Linked DNA regions of Sus scrofa: regions 1 and 2 are each linked to region 3. Evidence: chromatin contacts called from public HiChIP or PLAC-seq data. All regions are on one chromosome and are shown on one strand. The core of a region is the stretch at or near the end of the contact, and the rest is flanking DNA. Distances in the headings are between cores, read along the strand shown. Region 1 holds the start of SMAD9 (SMAD family member 9). Region 2 holds the start of ALG5 (ALG5, dolichyl-phosphate beta-glucosyltransferase). Region 3 holds the start of LOC100624094 (spermatogenesis- and oogenesis-specific basic helix-loop-helix-containing protein 2).

What was found. HiChIP or PLAC-seq counts read pairs in DNA pulled down with a chosen protein or histone mark.
Region 1: a contact with region 3 is called in an H3K27ac HiChIP or PLAC-seq map of alveolar macrophages. The contact joins the promoter of SMAD9 here to the promoter of LOC100624094 in region 3. A contact is called at or near these places in 1 of 5 promoter capture datasets (fetal liver), 1 of 47 Hi-C or Micro-C datasets (subcutaneous adipose tissue) and 1 of 2 datasets of contacts at active chromatin or transcription factors (alveolar macrophages).
Region 2: an H3K27ac HiChIP or PLAC-seq map of alveolar macrophages shows a contact between it and region 3. The contact joins the promoter of ALG5 here to the promoter of LOC100624094 in region 3. A contact is called at or near these places in 2 of 5 promoter capture datasets (fetal liver and fetal skeletal muscle), 3 of 47 Hi-C or Micro-C datasets (embryonic fibroblasts and retroperitoneal adipose tissue) and 2 of 2 datasets of contacts at active chromatin or transcription factors (alveolar macrophages and skeletal muscle).

The regions. Positions count from the first base shown.
Region 1 is chr11:12,726,313-12,729,704 of Sscrofa11.1, reverse strand. It overlaps SMAD9 (SMAD family member 9), which reads left to right and starts at 1,724. Exons shown (of 5, transcript NM_001195510.1): 1 at 1,724-2,151. The coding sequence starts at 1,740.
Region 2 is chr11:12,814,391-12,817,610 of Sscrofa11.1, reverse strand. ALG5 (ALG5, dolichyl-phosphate beta-glucosyltransferase) reads left to right here and starts at 1,642. Exons shown (of 10, transcript NM_001244320.2): 1 at 1,642-1,734. The coding sequence starts at 1,669. It overlaps EXOSC8 (exosome complex component RRP43), which reads right to left and starts at 530. Exons shown (of 11, transcript XM_021065264.1): 1 at 465-530. The coding sequence starts at 481.
Region 3 is chr11:12,308,201-12,311,444 of Sscrofa11.1, reverse strand. It overlaps LOC100624094 (spermatogenesis- and oogenesis-specific basic helix-loop-helix-containing protein 2), which reads left to right and starts at 1,720. Exons shown (of 20, transcript XM_021065387.1): 1 at 1,720-1,956. The coding sequence starts at 1,874.

The DNA of each region.
Region 1 (3,392 bases), core at 475-2,974, 420 kb before region 3:
AATAAGGTAGATAAGGTAGAGGGTTTCTAAAATCTGGAAGAAGGGGAGGGTTTTGTTTAAGCCAGCTATTTCGCAGGAAAGGAAATGCAGTTCTACCTCAGGAAATTTAAATGGGACTGCTGAATAAGTGGGAAGGAATGTCTCCTTTGGATGAGAGGGCAAAGAAGAATTCAGCTGATTTTCAGGGAGAATAACTAATGTGACAGCAGTGCATTTTTGTGGACGCCTTTGTATATGACCGAGTGAAGCTTCTAGAATCTTTTGGTCTTATGCCCCCCCTCTTTACTTTTGAGAATTATTGAGAACTCTAAAGAACCTTTGTTGATGTGACTTATGTCTATCAATTTTAAAAAAATCATTTTAGGAACTAAATCTGAGTAACTTAAAAATATTTACTGATTGATTAAAATACAACAATAAACCCATTACACATTAACATGAACATTTTTCCTTTGAAAAACTAGATTTTGGGGGAGTTCTTGCTGTGGTGCAGTGGGTTAAGGATGTGGTGGTGTCTGTGCAGTGGCTTGGGTCACTTTGGAGTCACAGGTTCGATCCCTGACCCAGTACAGTGGTTAGGGATCTGGCATTGTCACAGCTGTGGTGTAGGTCACAGCTGTGGCTTGGACTCAATCCCTAGCCCAGGAACTTCTCTATGCCCCAAGTACAGCCAAAAAAAAAAAAAAGAAGAAGAAGAAAAGAAACACCAGAAGATTTTTCTCCCAGATAGTACCAAAGGTATTATCATTTTATATTTGTGCAAGTCTCTTTAATGCCTGGTTTTCTGTATGACACTTGGATTCTCACATCTGCTCCTGCATTCAGTCTGTGGTTTGTTGTTTGGGTCTGAGTCATGGGGAGAATCCAGCGCACACAGATGTGTAGCTGGGAAGAAAGGACTGACTGCTCATCCCCAGGGGTCCTCGGACCACGCTTTGAGAGCCACTGTCCTCTAGAGGAACTTGGAAGAATACATGACATAAGTGAGATTATTAATGTTCCTGCTTTGTTTTTCTTTTTCAGTTATTTATGTGTATATTTTGCACAATGAAGGCTTGTCACTTGTGCAAACTATAAATGAGAGAGGAAGTGGCATGAGCATGTGGAGGAAAGATCACAGAGGCCCTAGAAACCCAGGCAGGAAAGCTTACACTTGCGAAACCAGGAAGCCACTGTAATTTCCCAGACAGGAAAAGGACTTGTTAAAAGTTGTCTTTGGAAATACATGGGTTAGCACTGGAGGAGAGGGCCTAATTAGAGGTGCTGCAGTATTGAAGGGGACTGGGAAGGTGGGGCAGGGACCAGATGTTGGCAGAAATGGACAGAAAGGTTCCAAATGTGAAAAACAATTCAAAGGCAGAATTAACAAGACTTGGGTATAGGGAATTAAGGAGAAGGAAGAGTCAAAGATGACTAAGAGTTTTCAAGTCTAAAACATTTGAAGAATATTTTCTCCTGTACATCCAACCTTTAGTGTTTTTTGAAAGTCTCTAATCCTGTGTTTTTGTTTTTGTTTTTTTTTAATTAGAGTTGGGCAGCCCATTCCAGGCCTTAGGAGAAAATCCACTTCGCAGCCAAAATTGGTCCCAATTCCTTCCGGAAGAAAGGGAAGACTTATGACGTCCCTGGCGAGTTGGCACCTATGACATCCTGGGAGGCGTCCTTGCTCATTACCCTCGGGCCGTGAAGGGCTTCGGGTCCAGTTCACAGCTTCTCTGGACGCCCACAGTGCGCCTCTTATGCACTCCAGCACCCCCATCAGCTCCCTCTTCTCCTTCACCAGCCCCGCAGTGAAGAGACTGCTCGGCTGGAAGCAAGGAGATGAAGAGGAAAAGTGGGCGGAGAAGGCGGTGGACTCTTTAGTGAAGAAGTTAAAGAAAAAGAAAGGAGCCATGGACGAGCTGGAGAGGGCCCTCAGCTGCCCAGGGCAGCCCAGCAAGTGCGTGACGATTCCCCGCTCCCTGGACGGGCGGCTGCAGGTCTCCCACCGCAAGGGTCTGCCCCACGTCATTTACTGCCGAGTGTGGCGTTGGCCCGATCTCCAGTCTCACCATGAGTTGAAGCCCCTGGAGTGCTGTGAGTTCCCGTTTGGCTCCAAGCAGAAAGAGGTGTGCATTAACCCCTACCACTATCGCCGGGTGGAGACGCCAGGTGGGTTTTCTCTGTGGTTTATTGTAAGAGCTAAGAGGGCGTGTCCCAGCTGGTGGAGAGATGTGAGGCACCCCCAGAGGAAGGGCCCGCCTTGGCAAGGAGTGGGGGTAGGCTCAGTTTGGAGGAACTGATCCAAGATTTCGTAGTCAGAGAAATCTAGACAGAAGCTATCTCTTTTCTGTATACATGTAAGCGTTGTGTGATTTTGAAAAAGGCAGTTTTATTTGGAGGTATTTTGGAGTCATCTATGAGTTCTTAAAAAGTCTCTGCATGGCCTTGACATGATCAACTGTAAAAAATAAGCATCTCCTTCCCGCCCCCTCTTCTTGAACTCAGCTCTGCTGAGCTAAACTGTCTGCTGCTTTCCCCAAGCTCAAGTAGTGGAGGTATCTGCTACCTGAGTCTGAAGACAGCCAAGGAAAGAGTTGCTGGAAATCACCTGAGCTCTGGGAAATGGCCCAGGTCTGTTAAGAGGCGGTTCTGTCTAGGAAGGCAGGCAGGGGTGAGAGTCAGCCTGCCACCTGGCTCCTGGGTTCAGTTCACCCTGCAGCAGCCCTGGGTAAGTTGTGCCCAGCTTACAAAAGTCTTAGCGAGGTGACTTTTCAGGCTCCCAAATCCTGCCTCATGTTGTAAAACTGTTTTCAAGGAAGTCACCTGCTTGTGCATGGATGCTTCTCACAGTCACATCATCCCGGATACAGGGTGAGACTGTTTGGAGAAAGTCCCCAGAATGATATGGGGTGATTCTGGGTGAATCTTCCAAAAAGGAAAAATCAGTGTTTATTTGAACCTTGTTAACACCGTGTTAAAGGAGCAACATTGGAAAGAAGTCGTATGTCACTTACTGTGTCAGGTCCTCACTTTCAGACAATTCATGACAAAGTCAGTTTTTTATTCTTCTGTATTCATGGAACACATACAAGAAGAGTGAATGGCTTACCATCCCGGTCTTTTTTGCACGATGATGTTGACTATTTGTTTTATAGTGTCATAAGGTGATGTACACAACTACAGGTTTCTGAAGGAGGAAGAAATTGTTTCTCTGTTACCCTCATCTGTAGTGGTTTAATTGGAAACTTTTCATCTACTTGTTTGAGTATATAGTCAACCTGTAGAGCTGAAAATTATTGCTTGTTAAGAAGAGACAAATGTATGCTAGTGGATAAATGGTGGGCTTTGGATGGATGTTATTGTTACTGTGTAGTTCTCGTTGTTGTCTATTTACTCCAAAACCTTTACTT
Region 2 (3,220 bases), core at 393-2,892, 510 kb before region 3:
ACTTAAAACTAGACTCTGAAAAGAAAAATGTATAGGCTTCTCCAGAGTGGCACTAAAAACACCTAAAACCTTCCGAGTAAGGCACAAAAGCTTTCAAAAGTAAACTACGGAAGACTGAGAGAGAGAGAGAGCAGGGTGGCATGTGGCCCGGGCGGAACACTTTTTAGGAGATTCCCAACGTCTCCTGGGCTGCATGTCGCTACACACCAAGCCAGAGCGCTTGCAGCGCTTGCAGCGCTTGCAACGCCACACAGTCCTTCCAGCACAGCCTCACTGGGGGAGGACGCCCCCGTTCCTTTCACTACGACCCCCTCCAGTCCTCCCGCCCGTCGCCTACTTCCGTGATGGAAGGAAGTGGGCGTCCGGTGGGATGGTCTCTCGGTGAGAAAAATCCCACCTAAAGAGTAAATGAAGCTGCAATCCGCTAGGATACGAACTCCCGCCCGCCGTGCAGCCACACTCACTTGAACCCGGCCGCCATCTTCCCGCCCGCGCGCCTGCGCCTGCGCCTGCGCCTGCGCCTGCGCCTGGGTATCGCCTCACCTCTGGCCCGCGCAGCTGCTCCGCCGCGGCACTTTCAACACTGATGTTTGTTTGTGCCTTTCTGCTGCCTGGTATCTGGAAGGCAGAGTACAATGGGGGAGAGCTAAGCCAGGCGGGGCGGGGATTGTTTCCTGCATGCCTTCCCTTCGACCGCCACTAGCCAGACGCCCTTCAAGGTTTCCTTGCTTTTGGCGTGTTTTGACGAATCGGCTATTAGAGAAGTGACCAGTGTCTGTTTAGAAACTGTGGTAGTTCAAGACTCAGGAGAAAACCTACCTTACATCAGAGGATCAAGTATTTGAGTGTGGAGCATTACTCCAGTGTTTCAGCATCCTTTTCCCGCCCCCTTCTTGACTGGGCCCTGGGCTTGCCTCCTCCCAGGTAAAGTCCTCCCTGCTCCAGCACGGAAGAATCACCTAAATTTTCTGCTCGCTCCTTATCCGCACCAAGCAACCTGACCGGGCTCCAAAGGAGCAGTTTTGTTGTAGACTGTGTCATGGTTCAAGACCTACACCTCCCTCTTAGATAGGGTTGCCAGATAAAATACAGGGCATCCAACTCAATTTGAATGTCAGATAAAGAGTAGTTTGTTACTGTGGGTACAAGAAAAAATTTTCACTTGATTAGTTGCTACCAGAAGCTGGGGAATAACTGGGAAAGTTTTAGAAATAGTGACGATGGTTGAAAGAAATTGTAAATGCAATTAATGTCGTTGTAGTGTACACGTAAAGTGTATAGAGTGCCAAATTTTATGTTTTACATTATCAGAGTTTGAAAAAATTAATGTGTGGATTGTATGGTATGTGAGTTGTATTTTAATAATGCTGTTAAATAAAACGATTCGTTGCTTATCTGAAATTCAAATTAAATGGATATCCTGTACTTTTATTTGTTAAATCTGGCAACCCTGCTACTGTGGAACTGAGTGAGCGCCTGCCCCTCGCAAGGACTGAGCGTCTCTCACACCGCTAAGTATTCCTCGCCTCGCCGCGCGGCGGCGCTGTGGGCGGCGGGCGCCCGACCGGCGCGGCCTCTCTGCGGGCGGGAGGCGGGGCCCGCGGCTGCACTTCCGCGTGTGTGTAGGCGCTGCAGAGGGCGGGCGGCGGCGGCCTCTGGGCATGGAGTATGGTTCCGCTCCTGCTGCAGTTGGCCGTGCTTGGCGCGGGGCTGGCGGCCGCAGCCCTAATTCTGGTGAGGAGAGGGGTTGGGGACCGACGCGGGTGCGGGTGGAGACTCGGCCCCCAGGCATCCTCTCCTCCGCACTGCCGGTTCTTCGACGTGTCCCTTGAACCATGCTTCACCTAAGCTCCGACCCCAGAATTTCTTCTGCTAGAATTTTACGCATCTTTCTAACGTTCTTTATTTTTATCTTGGAGCTTTATTTCCCTGCGTGTCCAGAGCCTAGAACTTGGGTTCACTGGGCCATGCCCACCCTGTCTTCTTTCGCCCCCTAGTCTCCGGACCCTCTGCCGCCCGCCGCGTCTGTCCCGACCTCTCCAGCATTTCCTCCCGGCCTTGCAGTCGCTGCAGTTCTGGCCCCACCAGGGAGGTCTTGAGCCCCCAGATGTTTGCTTTGCAGGCTCTCCCTTCCCGATGTAGATAAGGAAATAGAAAGTGGTGGCAGCACTGACAAGTGCCATCTGTTACGGGATTGGTTAGACTCGTGCATTAAGGAGACCCACTGGGGTCACAGGAATACCTAGACAAGGCCAGTGTTACCATATGCTGGGGGTCAATATGTCCCAGAATTCAACACCTTAAGTTTGCTGCCTCTAAATGAGGCAACACAGTAGAACTTAAGCTCGGATTTTCTTTGCCATTACGGTGGAAACACAGAATCATTGTAACACTTGCTGATCCAAAAGTAGTAGAAAAGTTGCCAAGTGAACTTTCTCCCATGTGTTTTGGAATGGGTCTGTCATCTAGTTAGTAAATGGAGTAGAAAAAGCGTCAAGTGAATTACTCTACCACCCCGCCCCAACTCTCTGGCACCTAGTTAGTGAATGGAGAGGTTCCTGCTTCCTTGACTTTGAAGTTGGCAGCCTAGATAGCATTGCTAGGAAGGCCACTTTGCCATCTTGCCAGAATTTTACAGCTTAAAAGTAGTTTAGAGAAACAGCAATATATCCTGACTTCTTCAGTGTTTGTGTGTTTGGGTGGGAAAGGAATCCTCTTTGCCCTTAGTATATGGACATTTGGGGAGTCGGGGGAGGTTAGCTTTAGGATGGGGCAGAGTTTGACAGAATCCTAAATTGAATCTGCCTAATGTTGACTCTTGCACGTATTTAAATGTGTATGTTATGAGATTGTCTTGGAAATACTTTAAAAAAAACACTTTATTTTATTAAAGTATAGTTGATTTACAATGTTGTGCCTATTTCTGCTGTACAGCAGAGTGACCCAGTCATATATATATGTAATATATTTATATATATATATATTCCTTTTCTTATATTATCTTCCATCATGGTCTATCCCAAGAGACTGGATATAGTTCCCTGTGCTATACAGTAGGACCTCATTGCTTATCCGTTCTAAATGTAATAGTTTCTGTCTCTAACCCTAAACTCCCAGTCCATCCCACTCCCTCTCCCTCCTCCTTGGCAACCACAAGTCTGTTCTCTAAGTCTGTGAGTCTGTTTCTGTTTTATAGATCGGTTCATGTGTGCCATGTTTT
Region 3 (3,244 bases), core at 471-2,970:
AAAAAAAAAAAAATATATATATATATATATATATATATATATGTATGTATATCCAGGAAGATGAATTTTTAAAAAATTAACACAGATCAGAAGAAAAATAGAAATCCCAAATAATGTCTTTAAATGTATGCTATGTGAAAAAAAAAAGCCATATGTAAAGAAACAGTTTGATCAACCAGGAGACTACTCATTGAGGAAGAAGTGGCTAGTGGGGGAAAGTGTTCTCTCTCCAATCCCCACCCCCTCCTAATCTATTCTGTTGGAATTCAGAAGACAAATTCGTTAGCTAAGAGCAAACTGCCCGAGTGCTAATTGAAGACTTCCTTAGCTCCAGCATTTATCTTGCGAACCATTTTATAGTTTATTTGATACAAACTGTTCAGTATAGCAACCATAGGTTAGTTTTGTCAATTTTAATAATATAATAGCCAGTTATTTCACCAGCAAAAGCAAGCTTATTAGGAATAGCCAGAGGAACTGCAATTTGAGATAGGTGAACTATGGCGGATCACGAAACAATCCAGAGGACAGGGACTGGAAACTTGTTTTATAGAGAAAAGGAGGAGGTTAAGAAGGGTCGCAATAATCAGGGAGTCCAGCGGAGGAAGCTGGGAGTCTTATAAAGTATGAAAGCTTCTCATTGACTAGGCTGACGACTCAGTTTTCTTCCTGCAGGATACTAAAGGAGAGGCACCTTCCTGTCCTAGACAGACGTTTCTCGCTGTTAAGAGCAACTGAGGACTTATGGCAGGGTGTGTGAGCTCCTCCTACAGGCCTGCCCTGACTCCAGTTTTAGATGCGGTTTCTTCAATTCCAGTTTCTAACATTTTCCCCATAAATTATCAGTTTTCCAGGAATCTCCAGTAAGCAGCAATAACACATACTCAAATGTGCTTTTTATGCTCCCGCCCCCAATCTTTGTTTCCTTTTATAGGTACATGACCAATAGCATTTACTGACCACTCTGGGTCACTTTTCTCAGCAGTAAAAAGGCAGTAAACAGAACAAAGGAACTCCACCAGACTCCTTGAGCTGATTTCTGTTAGAAAACATGGTCCCATTGCTCACACTTCTCAAGTTTGTTCAACGGATGGAACATGTACCAGAGAAGTCAGAGGTAAAGTGAGCTGCATCTTTGGACCGGAGCCACGGATGGAACTAAAGCACAGGTAAGCCAAGAGTAGACTGCAAAGTTTGCAATTACAAATACAATCATGAAATTTCAAGTTGCAGTTGGGGCAGCTTTCAGCTAGGTCCGCAGACAGCTGCCAGATTTGCCAGAATTCAAAGACAATCTGAACTGAAGGCTCAAACAATCAGAATTCTAGTACCTTCTTTAGAGTCCTCCTCCCCAGACTCTCCGAGCCAAAGCCTGGGGGCTTGGTTAACTTAAGCAAAGAAAGGCACAGCTGTTCTGGGATCCAGCCCTTCCCTAACGAGGGCATGAACAACGTGAACGGCGGACATGTGTCGGGGTTTAAGCAAAGCAGCCAAGGCCAACAGCCCTCGACACCTTATCCTCAGGCACGCAGGCCACGCACACTCCCCCTGCCATCTTGGGCAAGGCTTGCCCCCTCCGCGGGTTTGGGAGAAGGATGGACGCCGCGGCCCACAGGACTTGCGAAGGAGTTTGGAGGTGTCCCGAGCACAAGCAGCCCTCCTCGCGTTTAAGCCGCTCTGGGCAGCCCAGCCTGTGTCCCGCCCCCACCGCCGTCCTGTGACGTCATCCGGAGGCGCCGGGATGCGACCGTGAGGCAGGTCGCCCTGACAACGGCCTGACCAAGTTTGGCCTCTCCCAGCTTCTGGGTGTTCCCTGAGGTTTAGCGTTGGGAGCCGGTCGAGGGAAGGTGTGGGTGGCTTCTGATCTAACACTATGGAGGAGGGACGAAGCGACACCTTCGACGGTGTGAGCACCGACCGCCTTAAATTGGAGTTACTAGAAGAAATCCACCTGAAGTGAGTTGGGGGGGCGCACTCCCGTCGGGTGTAGGGTTCACGTCCGCGCCTGCGCCTGTTGGTGCCCCGTGGTTCACGGCCAAAGCCACTGAGGCTGATGTGACACCTGCAGTGTGATTAATACCTAGGCAAAAGTAGTGACATCAAGAAGCAGTCAGTGTTTTATAGCAAAGATTCCTTTACCTCTTGCATTTGCTATTAGAATAGGTTTTGAGCTAGGATGTCCTGCCTTCAGGATCAAGCCAAATGGAGTGCCCTGTGTGCATATACTACATGATGCTGAAATATCAGTTTGCTGTTAATGGTCCACTAATTTCAGGGTTTCTGTTTCAGATTCAAAAGGTTGAAATATCATGCTTCTCTTTCATCCCTTTAGAAGAGCTTAAGAATTTGGTGACATTTTGTAAAAATGAAGCCCCTACTATATATAGTTCTTAAAATACTCAGTATTAATACTTTTTACTGGAGGATCTCCGTTGCCCTGAACTGTGGTGTAGGTCGCAGACGCGGCTCAGATCCCGCGTTGCTGTGGCGGTAGCGTAGGCTGGCAGCTGCAGCTCCAGTTAGATCCTTAGCCTGGGAACCTCCATGTGCCACCGGTGCGGCCCTAAAAAAGACAAAAAACAAAGTAACAAACAAACAAACAAAAAAAACTTACTACTAAGTCTTTGAAACTTTTAAATATTTTTAAAAAGAAGCCCACAACCACACCATCAGGCTCCAGGAGAGCTAGATTCTTCTGTCCCTATGACTTCTTGCTTTTTTTCTCTATTATAGCCCCACCACGCTCTTTTAACTGTTCAGTTATTTCTTGATCTGGTACTCAACTGTAAGCACTCTGAGGCCAGGTTCTGTATTCCCTGAAGCAACAGAGTATAGGAACCAATACTTTAGAGAAATCCTGTATAAATTCAAATCCTAGCTCTTATTACACAGCAACTACATGGTCTTGGGCAAGTTAATGAACCTCTTAAGTCTAAGTTTGGTGTAGAAACCATTATCTCACACATAGGGTTGTTGCCAGGACTAAGTGAAATGTATGTTAAGTACTTAGCATTGGCTTGCAATCAACATTCAGGGGAAGTTAGCTCCTACTATTGCTGATGATCTGTTTGTGTACCGTAGTATCTTCAGCCTTAGTTTAATACTTTTAACATAATAGACATTCAAAAATATGTATTGAATATATGACTCTGACATCATATTTTGATAACAAATATGCTATTTACTGATGTCCTAAATAGATAATCTCTGGAATGCTATTTGTGTGTGTGTGCGTTTTAAGTGT